2 separate regions of the Ovis aries genome follow, and region 2 is linked to region 1. A link is a contact called in public Hi-C data. All regions are on one chromosome and are shown on one strand. Each heading gives the region's core, a stretch centred on a gene start, on an enhancer-like site or on the middle of the called end of the contact. The rest is flanking DNA. Distances are from core to core; before and after follow the strand shown. Region 1 has its middle 43 kb from the start of UBE2V2. Region 2 holds the start of SNAI2 (snail family transcriptional repressor 2).

Region 1 (5,247 bases), core at 473-2,972:
AAGGATCAGATCCCATTTCCCAAATGATGAGAAAGTGAACAAGTCTAAATTCGAGAATCTGAGCGTGCCCTCTGACTGGTATGCTTCTGGACACACTCTGAAGATAAATCTTAGAAAAGGAAACATAAGACGTGGACTGGGGTCCGATACTGCACACAACGGTCGTAGTTTATGAAGCGCTTTCACACCTGTCATCTTATTTGACCCTCACAACCACTCTGTACATAGAACAAGTATTTAATTTCCATTACTCAGAGTCAAGTGGAAGCTTGGTGTGCAGGGGACCAGAATTCAGCAGCCTCAAATGAAGGTCGGTCCCACTGTTTAACTTTATATCTTTCCTGTTGCACTTTCTGTGAAACATGCAGGAAAAATTCCAAAACAGCACAGGTTGAGGTCTCTGTTTATTCAATTTACATGTGGATTTCCCCCCTTTTCAAAAGTAACGGCTTAAATGAGAATTGCATGAGTAATCGAGTCATTTGTCTTCTTCATTAAACCACCAGCAAGAGCTGGTTATAAAAGTGCTTCAGCGTGAAGAAGGGGTGGCCCTGGAGGGCCCTCACTCCCCCAGCCACCAGCCCCTTGTGGGCTTGGGAGACCCTGGGGTGGCTTTGTGAGGACACTTCGGGTGTGGCTGTCAAGATGGCAATATCTATCTGGGTCCTTTGTGTGGACCACTGTTTCTCCACTTTCCTTGCGTCTTTTGGTTGGTATCTGGACATTAGAAAGAACAGACCCTTCTCCTGGCCAGCACGACCTGACCGCTTCAGCATACAGAGAGGATCCCTCAGCCTGGCCAGTGACTCCGGAGGCTTCTTGGATCTCCGTGCTAAACCAAACCACCGCCTGCTTCTTACTGGCACCCTGGAAGCTGGAGCAAGCTGGGCCCTTGGACACCCCCAGGCCAGCAGGAAGGAGATCGGCTGTGTTCCCACCCTCCCCTGCAGGAAGCACCTAGGAGCTGGGGGTCCCCCTCCTCCTGCAGGCCTGGGTGGGGGAGGGATTATACCTGGAGGAGGTCTCAGACTTTCCTACCAGCTTGGACAGGCACGTGTACCTGCCAGTGCTGGGCACTGGTGGGCACGAAACACCACCTGCTTCACAGCCAGCCCTCGGCACAGAGGGTCCACCCACAGCCTTGGGCACCAGGGGGCCTCACTCCCCTTTTCTAGAGGTCAGCAAACTTCCTTCAGATCATCACTCTCAGCCCCCATGGGGCCACATGTGCCGCAAGCTCACCAGGCCTCTCCCCTTTCGCTCCGCAGCCACGTCCTGGTGGCTCTGAACTGCTCTGCTGGGTGTGACCCTGAGTCACACCTACGGGCTCCTCTCCACATCCCCAAACCAGCCAGAGCCAGCGTGAAGCCCAGGCATCCAGGTGCCCCCAGCCAGGAGGGACCGCCCCCAGGAGGGACAGAGGCGGCAGGAACCAGGCTCCATCTTCAGAGGCGCTTGCCCTGGAGCCAGACAGCAGCCAGTATTCTGGAGCCAGGACGCTGGCTGGTGAGGAGAGGCCTGGGTGGGCAAGGCCAAGGGTGGGACCAGCCTCTCCAGCCTTTTCCAGTGAAAAGAACTGGGTTTGGTTCTCAAGACCCGACGTGCGGAAGCAGGAGCTGTGGCCAGGGAAGCGGGCAGCTTGGCAGCCCCTGCACTGGTTTCTCAGAATTGCTGTGTCTTCTTCCAGACCAGCCTCAGGAGAGCCACAATTTACAGCTGACTTCATCTGGGAGAGTCAAGTCATGCTGGCAGTTCTCTGCAAGGGGGAAGAAAGACAACTAACCACTTCCCAGCTCCCTCCCGTGGACAAGAAGCGAAGTCACAACACAGGGTTCTGGGAGCTGGAGGCAGAAACATGGGGAGACCCGCTGAGCTGCGCGTGTGTGAGTTTGAAGAAGCAGTGCTGAGGCAAAGCGTCCAGAGACTCTATTGTCTTTGTCTTTGCCCAGCCAGGCCTGCACCTCAGGGTCACAGGAGAGGCCTCTGTGTCCTTTACAAATCAGGAAACTGGGCTAGTGGAGCAGGACCTTCGGACACCTGGGCCAGGAGGGCAGGCCTAGGCTTCAGGAGCCTGAGGGCATGCCTCTGCACCCTGCCGAGAGAGGGTCCAGTCCAAGGCCTTCGTTAAGGAGACACACTCGCATTGTTAACGTACAAGATGCATGTCTGACACATGGCTCCACAATGCACACAAGGCAAAATCTCAGGCTCGCCCAGCATCCCCAGGCACTCGACCCTCTGGTGCCCACTCTGCGCTCAGAGAATGGCCAGTACAGCGGGAAGCAGCCCAGGGGCCCAGTTAGAATGGGGGGCGGGCTGTAGGGTGGGGGGTGCAGCTTCTACTGGAGAACCATTTGGAGAAACGGTATTGTTCTGTTGTTCAGTCACTAAATCGTGTCCGAATCTTTGTGATCCCATGGACTGGAGCACTCCAGGCTTCCCTGTCCATCACCAACTCCCGGAATTTGCTCAAACTCATATCCATCGAGTCAGTGATGTCATCCAATCATCTCATCCTCTGTCACTTCCTTCTCTTCCTGCCTTCTGTCTTTCCCAGCATCAGGGTCTTTTCCAATGAGTCAGCTCTTCGCATCAGGTGGCCAAAGGACTGGAGCTTCAGCTTCAGCATCAGTCTTTTTAAAGAATATTCAGGACCCTTTAGGATTGACTGGTTTGATCTCCTTGCAGTCCAAGGGACTCTCAAGAGTCTTCTCCAACACTACCGTTCAAAAGCATCAATTCTTTGGTGCTCAGCCTTCTTTATGGTCCAACTCTCACATCTGTAGTTGACTACTGAAAAAAACCACAGCTTTAACTATATGGAACGTTGTTGGCAAAGTGATGTCTCTGCATTTTAATATGCTGTCTACGTCTGTCATAGCTTTACTTCCAAAGAGAAAGTGTCTTCTAATTTCATGGCTGCAGTCACCGTCTGCAGTGATTTTAGAGCCTCCCAAAATAAAATCTCTCACTGCTTCTACTTTTTCCCCATCTATTTGTCATGAAGTAATTGAAGGCAGGAGGAGAAGGGGACGACAGAGGATGAGATGGTTGGATGCCACCACCAACTCGACGGACATGAGTTTGAGCAAGCTCCGGGAGTTGGTGAAGGACAGGGAAGCCTGGCATGCTGCAGTCCATGAGGTCGCAGAGTCAGACACGACTGGGTGACTGAACTGAACTGAATGGGACCAGATGCCATGATCTTAGTTTTTGAATGCTGATGATGACAGAGCACAAATTATTAACCATGTAACGTCACAAAGAGTAGAAGACCCTGACAGGAGCCTCAAACTTCCTGGGACAAGGGGTGCCCTATGAACTTCAGGGGTTATTCAGCCTTAGTGGAGGGAGCAGGGAGTGCAGACACACAGCCTGTGAAGCTGTGGGCCCCCCAGGCAGGCAAACTGCAGGGAGTGGTGGGCCCCCTCAAGACCACCTGGGGTCCTTCCCTCTCCTTGCCCCTCCCCCACATCAGCACGTCCCACCCTCCACCTCCTCTCACCTCCTGATGCCAACCCAGGGGTTCCCTCCGAACTGCAGCCCCTCCCCGCAGCAGTGAGAGTCCAACCATCCCTTCAGGACTCCAAAGGCTCCCCTGCAGCCACTAAAACACTGACGCCCATGGGCAGCTGGCCTAGTCCTGCCACATTGGGAGCCCCCGGCTCCAGCCCCTACCCCAGCCTGGGCCCGCGGGACCACACACTGTCTCAGTCCCCAGCACTGTGACCATGGATGACTTGCCTGCTCATGGCCCTGAGGGCCCCACAGTCAAGGTCAGAGCCACATTCAGACCTGGTGCTGGCTCCCCATGGTGGTGTGCAGGTGAGAGAGGGAGCCAAGGTCTCACTCATGAGAACACTGATCAGGAACTTGGTCCACTAACTGCAGCATGGGGATGAGAGCCTGTCACCTAGCAACTGTTCCACAAGCATCTTTGGAGGAACAAAGATGGCCTAAGAACATGGCCCATCCAGGAGCCACGGTGTTTGTGTGAGCGGGAGGAGTAACAAGCAACAGAGAGCACAGGGTGGGGTGAAAGGTAGAAGCCCAGTGGGGTGAGACGTGTTCTTCGTTCTGAAACCAGTAAAAAGCTACTGATGGAGCTTCATCCACTGCAGCAAATGACAGCAAATGATTCCCGAGAAACCAGAGTAGAGGCGCAAGAAGGGTTAGAAAACTGTTCCATCATCCAGGCCAAGAACATGGCCCAAACCAAGAGAGTGGCTTTGGGACTGGACAGCATAGACTAGGCTGGTTTGTGAGCCGTTAGTGATGAAAACTTGGCTAGGGTTCATCTTCCACTGGATGCCACGTGCAGAAGGGACGAGCCCAGGACGAATTAAAGGTTTCTGAACGGACAGAGGGGCAGGGCACTGAGAAGGGAGCCCTGGTCCAGGTTTGGAGAAAATGAGTATGATTCTGAAAATGCTGAATCTGACATCACACACCCACGTGACGGCGGCTGGTTGCAGTTGGAGGCCCAGGCTTGGCGCTCGGAACAGTTTGAGCTGGAAGCACGGCACGTAGGTTGGATTTAAGCCACGAGAGTGGATGGGCTCATGCAGGAAGGCTGTAGAGAACACGGAAAGCAAGAGAAGTCTGAACACAAATCCTAATGAAAACTACACCGAGGGTGCAGGTAGGGAGCGCCACAGGAACAGGAAAGCGGCAGAGAAAGACCAGGGTGTGGGGTCTCATGGACATCTGGAGAAGGGTTCCAGGGGGATAGAGGCAGACGGCAGTCCAGTGACTTGGAAGTCACAGTCCAGCGACTGGGCAGTCGTCTGGAATCTCAGCAACATGACCTCAGGGGATGGTGGGAGCGGGGGAAGGAGGATGGAAGAGGAGAGGAGACTGCACAGCATCCTTGACCCAGCCTTCCAGCCTCCAAGCGTGTTCCCATCCACCAGTATAGGAAGTAGTGCTGATCGGGGAGTGCTGGCACCACTGCCCTAAAGCCACCAGAAAGCTGGCTTGACCTTGCCACGCTGACACAGCCATCTTTACTATGAAGCCACTGCATTTGGGAGGATGCAACTTTTTAAATTTCTAAGCTTTATTTTATTTCTATTTCTGGTCACACCACAAGGGGATCTTAGCTCCCCAACCAGGGATTGAACCTAGGCCCTGGCAGTGAAAGTGCCAAGTCCTAATCTCTGGACTGCCAGGGAATTCCCAGGACATAACTTAAAAAAAAAAAAATATCACAATATAAAAATAGGAACCATAGAAGTGAGCATGTGA
Region 2 (5,173 bases), core at 205-2,704, 300 kb before region 1:
TGCTTCTTTCAACATAAAGTTTCATCTAAATTCCTTTCTCTGGTGTTTGAACCAGTGACTGTTAGGAGGAAGGTAAAGGGATCCTGCACAATAGCGAGGCAGCTGGGGCCCCGCCCTCCCTGCCGCCTCACCGCAAGATTAAGAAGTTATGTGCCAGACATGCGCCTTCCTCTTGCAAGTCTTGACTTCAACTGTTATTTTTCCACTTTTTTTTTTTTTCTCCCAGCACCTGTTCGAATCAAGGGTAGGGTGGTCTGATTGCAAATTTGTTCTTTCCTTAATCTTTAAGCAAGAGGTGGAAAGGAGAAGAGATGCTTGAAAACATGGTTGAAATGTCATTTTTACAACCAGCCACTTTAGTGTATTTTTAGACTCAATACCGTACACAAAATCAAGGTGTTTTTGCTAGTTACCCGGCTAGTTTAGAAACTCAAGCGCTAGAGGAGGCACCCTTTCCTTACAAACGCCACACAGGAGAGGGGCAGAGAGATGATGCGGTGACTTTATACTGAAAAAACAGCACCACAGAAAGCAAATAAATGTTTGAAACTATTGTCCCTAACGGCCCATTCAGGCTTTTTTCCATTAAAAAAAAAAAAAAAAACCTAATGATGCGTGAAAAGATAGAAGCGCTTCTCAGAGGCCTCTGGGAGAGGGTTCCAGATTCCCACGACAGGGACCTTAGTTCATCCTTCCCTCTCATCCTGGGGGGCCTGCTTCTCCCTGAACGTGGGTCCTTTGGGGGCCACAAAGCGCTTCTTTCAAGCCCCAAAGTTAACAAGTGACACGACCGCTTTATTTCCCGAGGAAGCGCCCCTCTTCCCCACCCCGAGCCGCCAGGACACGAAGCGCATCCCCAAGCGCGCGAAGCAGGCGGGTCTCGACCCGGGCTGCCCCCTTGCAGGCCCGCGGCTCACTCACTGGGGCTTTGTCCTCGCCGCTACCTTCCTTTTTCAAAAGCCAGGAGTGAATTGCTCCGTCCCTGTGCGCGCCAAAGCTCTCCAAAGCCGCGAGGCTCCGGGAGCCTAGAGCCCAGCCTTCCTAGCCGGCGCGGAGCCCGCACCTGAAAGCCAGGCCCGGCCGGCGGACTCAGCGCGCCCGGAACAAGGACGCCCGGCTCTGCGATCAGGAAGGAAAACGACCTCTCCCGAAAAGACTGAAGCACTTTTTTCCTCTCCACTGAAAGCTCGGGGCACAGCCCATTTTGAACCAGAATAATTTAGTCTGACAACAGATTCCTCCTCTGCTCACAGCTGGCCCAGAGGGAGGAGCTGAAATCTGAACCTCTCGGCTGTGATTGGACCCTTCTCGCAAAAGAGAGGAAAAAAAGGCCTCCCCGCCGCCACCGCGGGCTCAGTCCGCGAGGAGCCCGCGACCTGGCGGCGCCGCGCGCGCACCTGCGGGGCAGAGATGCTGTAGGACCGCGCGCCCCGCGCCCCGCGCCGCCGCCAGGATGCCGCGCTCCTTCCTGGTCAAGAAGCATTTCAACGCCTCCAAGAAGCCCAACTACAGCGAGCTGGACACACACACAGGTAAGGGGCGGGGTGGGGGTCAGATGTCCGCATCTCAGTCTGTAAATAGGTAACGACAGGGGTGTGCCGCCGCTCGACTTTGATACGAAAGAGCTGGACACCCAGGCTATCTGCTCCCGAAAGAGCGGTCCTTCCTCAGATCGTTTGGGCTCGGGTTTAATTCAAAACTTCCACACTCTGAGCTGGCGAGGAGATCTTCCCTGGGCTCTTGCGACGTCACGTTCCGCAGCGTGTACATACTTGCATAATGAGGACGTGGAGGCTGGGTGAGGCAGTGGGTGAACGTTGAATTATTGCCTTTTTCATGTAATAAGGCTCCTTTCCTCCAGAAAGCGGCTTGATTTACGCCAATCCTTGTACTTACCGGCGTGAGCCAAGCAAGTACCCCACGCATAAGATGGAAGAGAACTTTTCTGTATCTTTAGAAAGTGGGTAGGTTTCCCCCTGCACTCGCTGGTCGGGCAGCCCCCCACACTCGGTCGTGTGCGGGGCCGGGGGTGGGGGGGGGTGCACAAATGAGCCTTAAGCGCAGTGACCCCGAGCAGCAGCGGCGGAAAACTAATGTCCTCCCAGCGCCTGCCTGCTCCTGGGGAGTCTGTCTCCTCGTTCCCTGCGCAGGCAGCCTGGCTCGTCACTGCGCTTTCACGGTGCCCTCTGTCTCACGCCCCGCTCCTCTCCTTTCTCCGCAGTGATTATCTCCCCGTGTCTCTACGAGGGCTACCCGGTGCCTGTCATCCCGCAGCCGGAGGTCCTCAGGTCGGGAGCCTACAGCCCGATCGCCGTGTGGACCACCGCCTCTCCCTTCCACGCCCCGCTGCCCGCCGGCCTATCCCCTCTGTCCGGATACCCCGCATCCTTGGGGCGCGTGAGTCCCCCTCCTCCGTCCGACACCTCATCCAAGGACCACAGCGGCTCCGAGAGCCCCATTAGCGACGAAGAAGAAAGGCTACAGTCCAAGCTTTCAGACCCCCACGCCATCGAAGCTGAAAAGTTTCAGTGCAATTTATGCAATAAAACCTATTCGACCTTCTCAGGGCTGGGCAAACACAGGCAGCTGCACTGTGACGCCCAGTCCAGGAAATCCTTCAGCTGTAAGTACTGTGACAAGGAATACGTGAGCCTGGGCGCCCTCAAGATGCACATTCGGACGCACACCTTACCTTGTGTCTGCAAGATCTGCGGCAAGGCGTTCTCCAGACCCTGGTTACTGCAAGGACACATCAGAACTCACACTGGTAAGAGAAACACATAGTCAGGGTGTCGCCGTCCAGCAGAAGGAAGCTCTGGGCTGGCTGTCCGATTTGCCTTAAGTGGTGACACAGTACTTTTGATGATGGATGTTCGGTTTTAGCTACTTCCTGACGACTCAAAAAGTCGTCAAAGCACAAAGGGCTCCACTGCTTGCTCACAGCCTCTGCTCCCGAGACTGCAAACAGCATTTAGACTTTGGAAAGTTAGATTCAGGAGGTTTGGTCTCAAAGATCAATTAGCAAATCAGGAGAGATGTGCTTGGAGGTGTGTTCTGTGAAATGTCTCCCAATGATTAGCAAATACAGATGTTGTTCTCCCAATCAATTGATTAGGCAGACGGACCGATGAAGTTTTTGGTTCTTGGGTTTTTGTTAGCTACATTCTTGCTGTGCTGTCTCTCACCCACATCAAGTTGGATAGTGAGAGCTGAATTTGCTTTCCGTTGTTTGCTTTTGTTTTGTTTTTGCTGCTGAGTTTTCTATTCCTAGCACAAAATCACCCTGCCAGGAGCGGGGGCACTCACCCAGGCTTAGTCATAATACAGAAGGAGGGAAAAGGGGAACTGTTGGGAAACCTGGGGAGGAGCTGGCCGTTAGCTGCACCTGCCGAAGAAGAGAACTTGAACAAGCCAAGTCCTAGGATGACAGGAATTATTTCTCTAGGACTGGCAGCAGCAATTATATATTTTTTTAACTTTTTAAATTTGATTTTTTTTAAGTGCAACTTTCGCATTTGTCTTAAAGGGCCAGACATTGAAACAAATATCGATTAAGGGGGATTTGAATCAAGTTTTGCTCCTTCTCATGCTTTTGGCAAAGTGTGAAGATTGCTGTAAGCCTCTTCTGGATTTGCATTTCCTCTGAAAACACTGACCATCTTTCTTTCTCCCCACCCTGCCCCACCCGCCAGGGGAGAAGCCTTTTTCCTGCTCTCACTGCAGCAGGGCCTTCGCAGACAGGTCCAATCTGAGGGCTCACCTGCAGACGCACTCGGACGTCAAGAAATACCAGTGCAAGAGTTGCTCCAAAACCTTCTCGCGGATGTCCCTCCTGCACAAGCACGAGGAGTCTGGCTGCTGTGCGGCGCACTAGTGACACAGCCCCTGTTTACTCGGGCGGACGCCTTTCTAGTTCACTTGTCACGCATTTTACTTGTCACTCCGCCTCTGAGTGACAAGTAAAAGTCCTAAGGCATTTTGTCTTGTGCTGACAAACCCAAATAATATGTATAGACACACACACACACACACACACACACACGCAGCTGCCAGGGCAGGGGATTCCATGTGCATCAGATTAATCCTTTCCATGTGAAGTTTAAAATGACCATATATTTACTGACCGTTAGATGGAGAGGATAAAAGACAAGAATCTTGCTCTTCTGAGATGAAGCAAAAAGCACATTGCATCTTTCCTTACTAAGAAAGAATGCAAAGATTTACTTTGCTGCCAAAGCATTTCAACTGAAAAGAACAGTGTTGCCTTGTACGGGATTTGTAATAGATTTTCCTATAGGACAAGAATCTGCCAGACACTATCTCAGGTGCCTTATAAAGTATTCCAAGTTCACTTTGTTACATGTGTCATGTCTGGTCACCATCCTTGAACTGAAGCCTGCTTTGTTACCTGTCGTACTTTAAACTTTGTTTTGGAGGGAGAGAGGGAGAAGGAAAGAGAGAAAGAACAAGAAGGAAAAACACAAGAGAATGTATTAAAAGTGTTTTTTTCTTCTTTTTTAGCCAATAAATAGTATGTGCCTTCAGGAGTCGGGAAAGGCTATTTTGAACATTCCTGGTGCATGCTCCATGTCTTATGTTTTAAAAGATTTTTAATGATATTCTAAAATCAAATAAAGATGGGAATAAGTGCAACAAAGGATTTTTAGAAACTCTGTGATGTACTTAAACAACTTTAAATGCATACAGCAAATGCAATCCACAACTGCACCCCTTCTAGCTGTCTTTTTAGTTAACTGTATAGTTGATGAGTCCATGTAAATTTGTGTTTATTTTTATATGATTGAATGAGTTTTGTATGAAAGTGAAAAGTTGTCTATAGCCAATGCCTATAAACAACCTGAAGACTTGTGAAATTTACATTTCTTTTTTTAAAAAAAAAAGTTTTCAAGGTTCTTTTTTACAATAAACATTTTTGATTTAAAATCTATTGTTTGTATGCTCTCAGAAACTTTACTTACTTCATGATTAGTTCAAACAACTATATAAAGAGCTGCTTCTTTTGTTAATAAGAGATAAAGTGAATGGTGTTCATTATGAATATCAACTGTTAGTTTATGTGTTCGATTATAGTAAAGCCAGTAACTTTTTTTACTCTTAAGATAATACTGTTACATTCAGAAAGACAACATCTTACTGGGAGTGTGTTAGCATG

What was found. Hi-C and Micro-C count contacts between places; a contact is called where the count stands out from the background.
Region 2: a Hi-C map of tail adipose tissue shows a contact between it and region 1, with 9 times the contacts expected there. The contact joins the promoter of SNAI2 here to the enhancer-like site in region 1. A contact is called at or near these places in 3 of 16 Hi-C or Micro-C datasets (muscle and tail adipose tissue).

Annotation. Positions count from the first base shown.
Region 1 is chr9:32,653,501-32,658,747 of ARS-UI_Ramb_v3.0, reverse strand. No RefSeq gene overlaps it. Among named protein-coding and RNA genes, the nearest start is that of UBE2V2, 43 kb to the right of the region's middle. Within about 2 kb of position 1,722, at least 1 of the 54 cell types and tissues checked has an H3K27ac peak or open chromatin away from gene starts, as enhancers often do. A contact at or near this core is called in tail adipose tissue, where this site is marked.
Region 2 is chr9:32,949,822-32,954,994 of ARS-UI_Ramb_v3.0, reverse strand. It overlaps SNAI2 (snail family transcriptional repressor 2), which reads left to right and starts at 1,454. Exons shown (of 3, transcript NM_001126342.1): 1 at 1,454-1,532; 2 at 2,222-2,767; 3 at 3,693-3,874. The coding sequence starts at 1,454. The coding sequence ends at 3,874.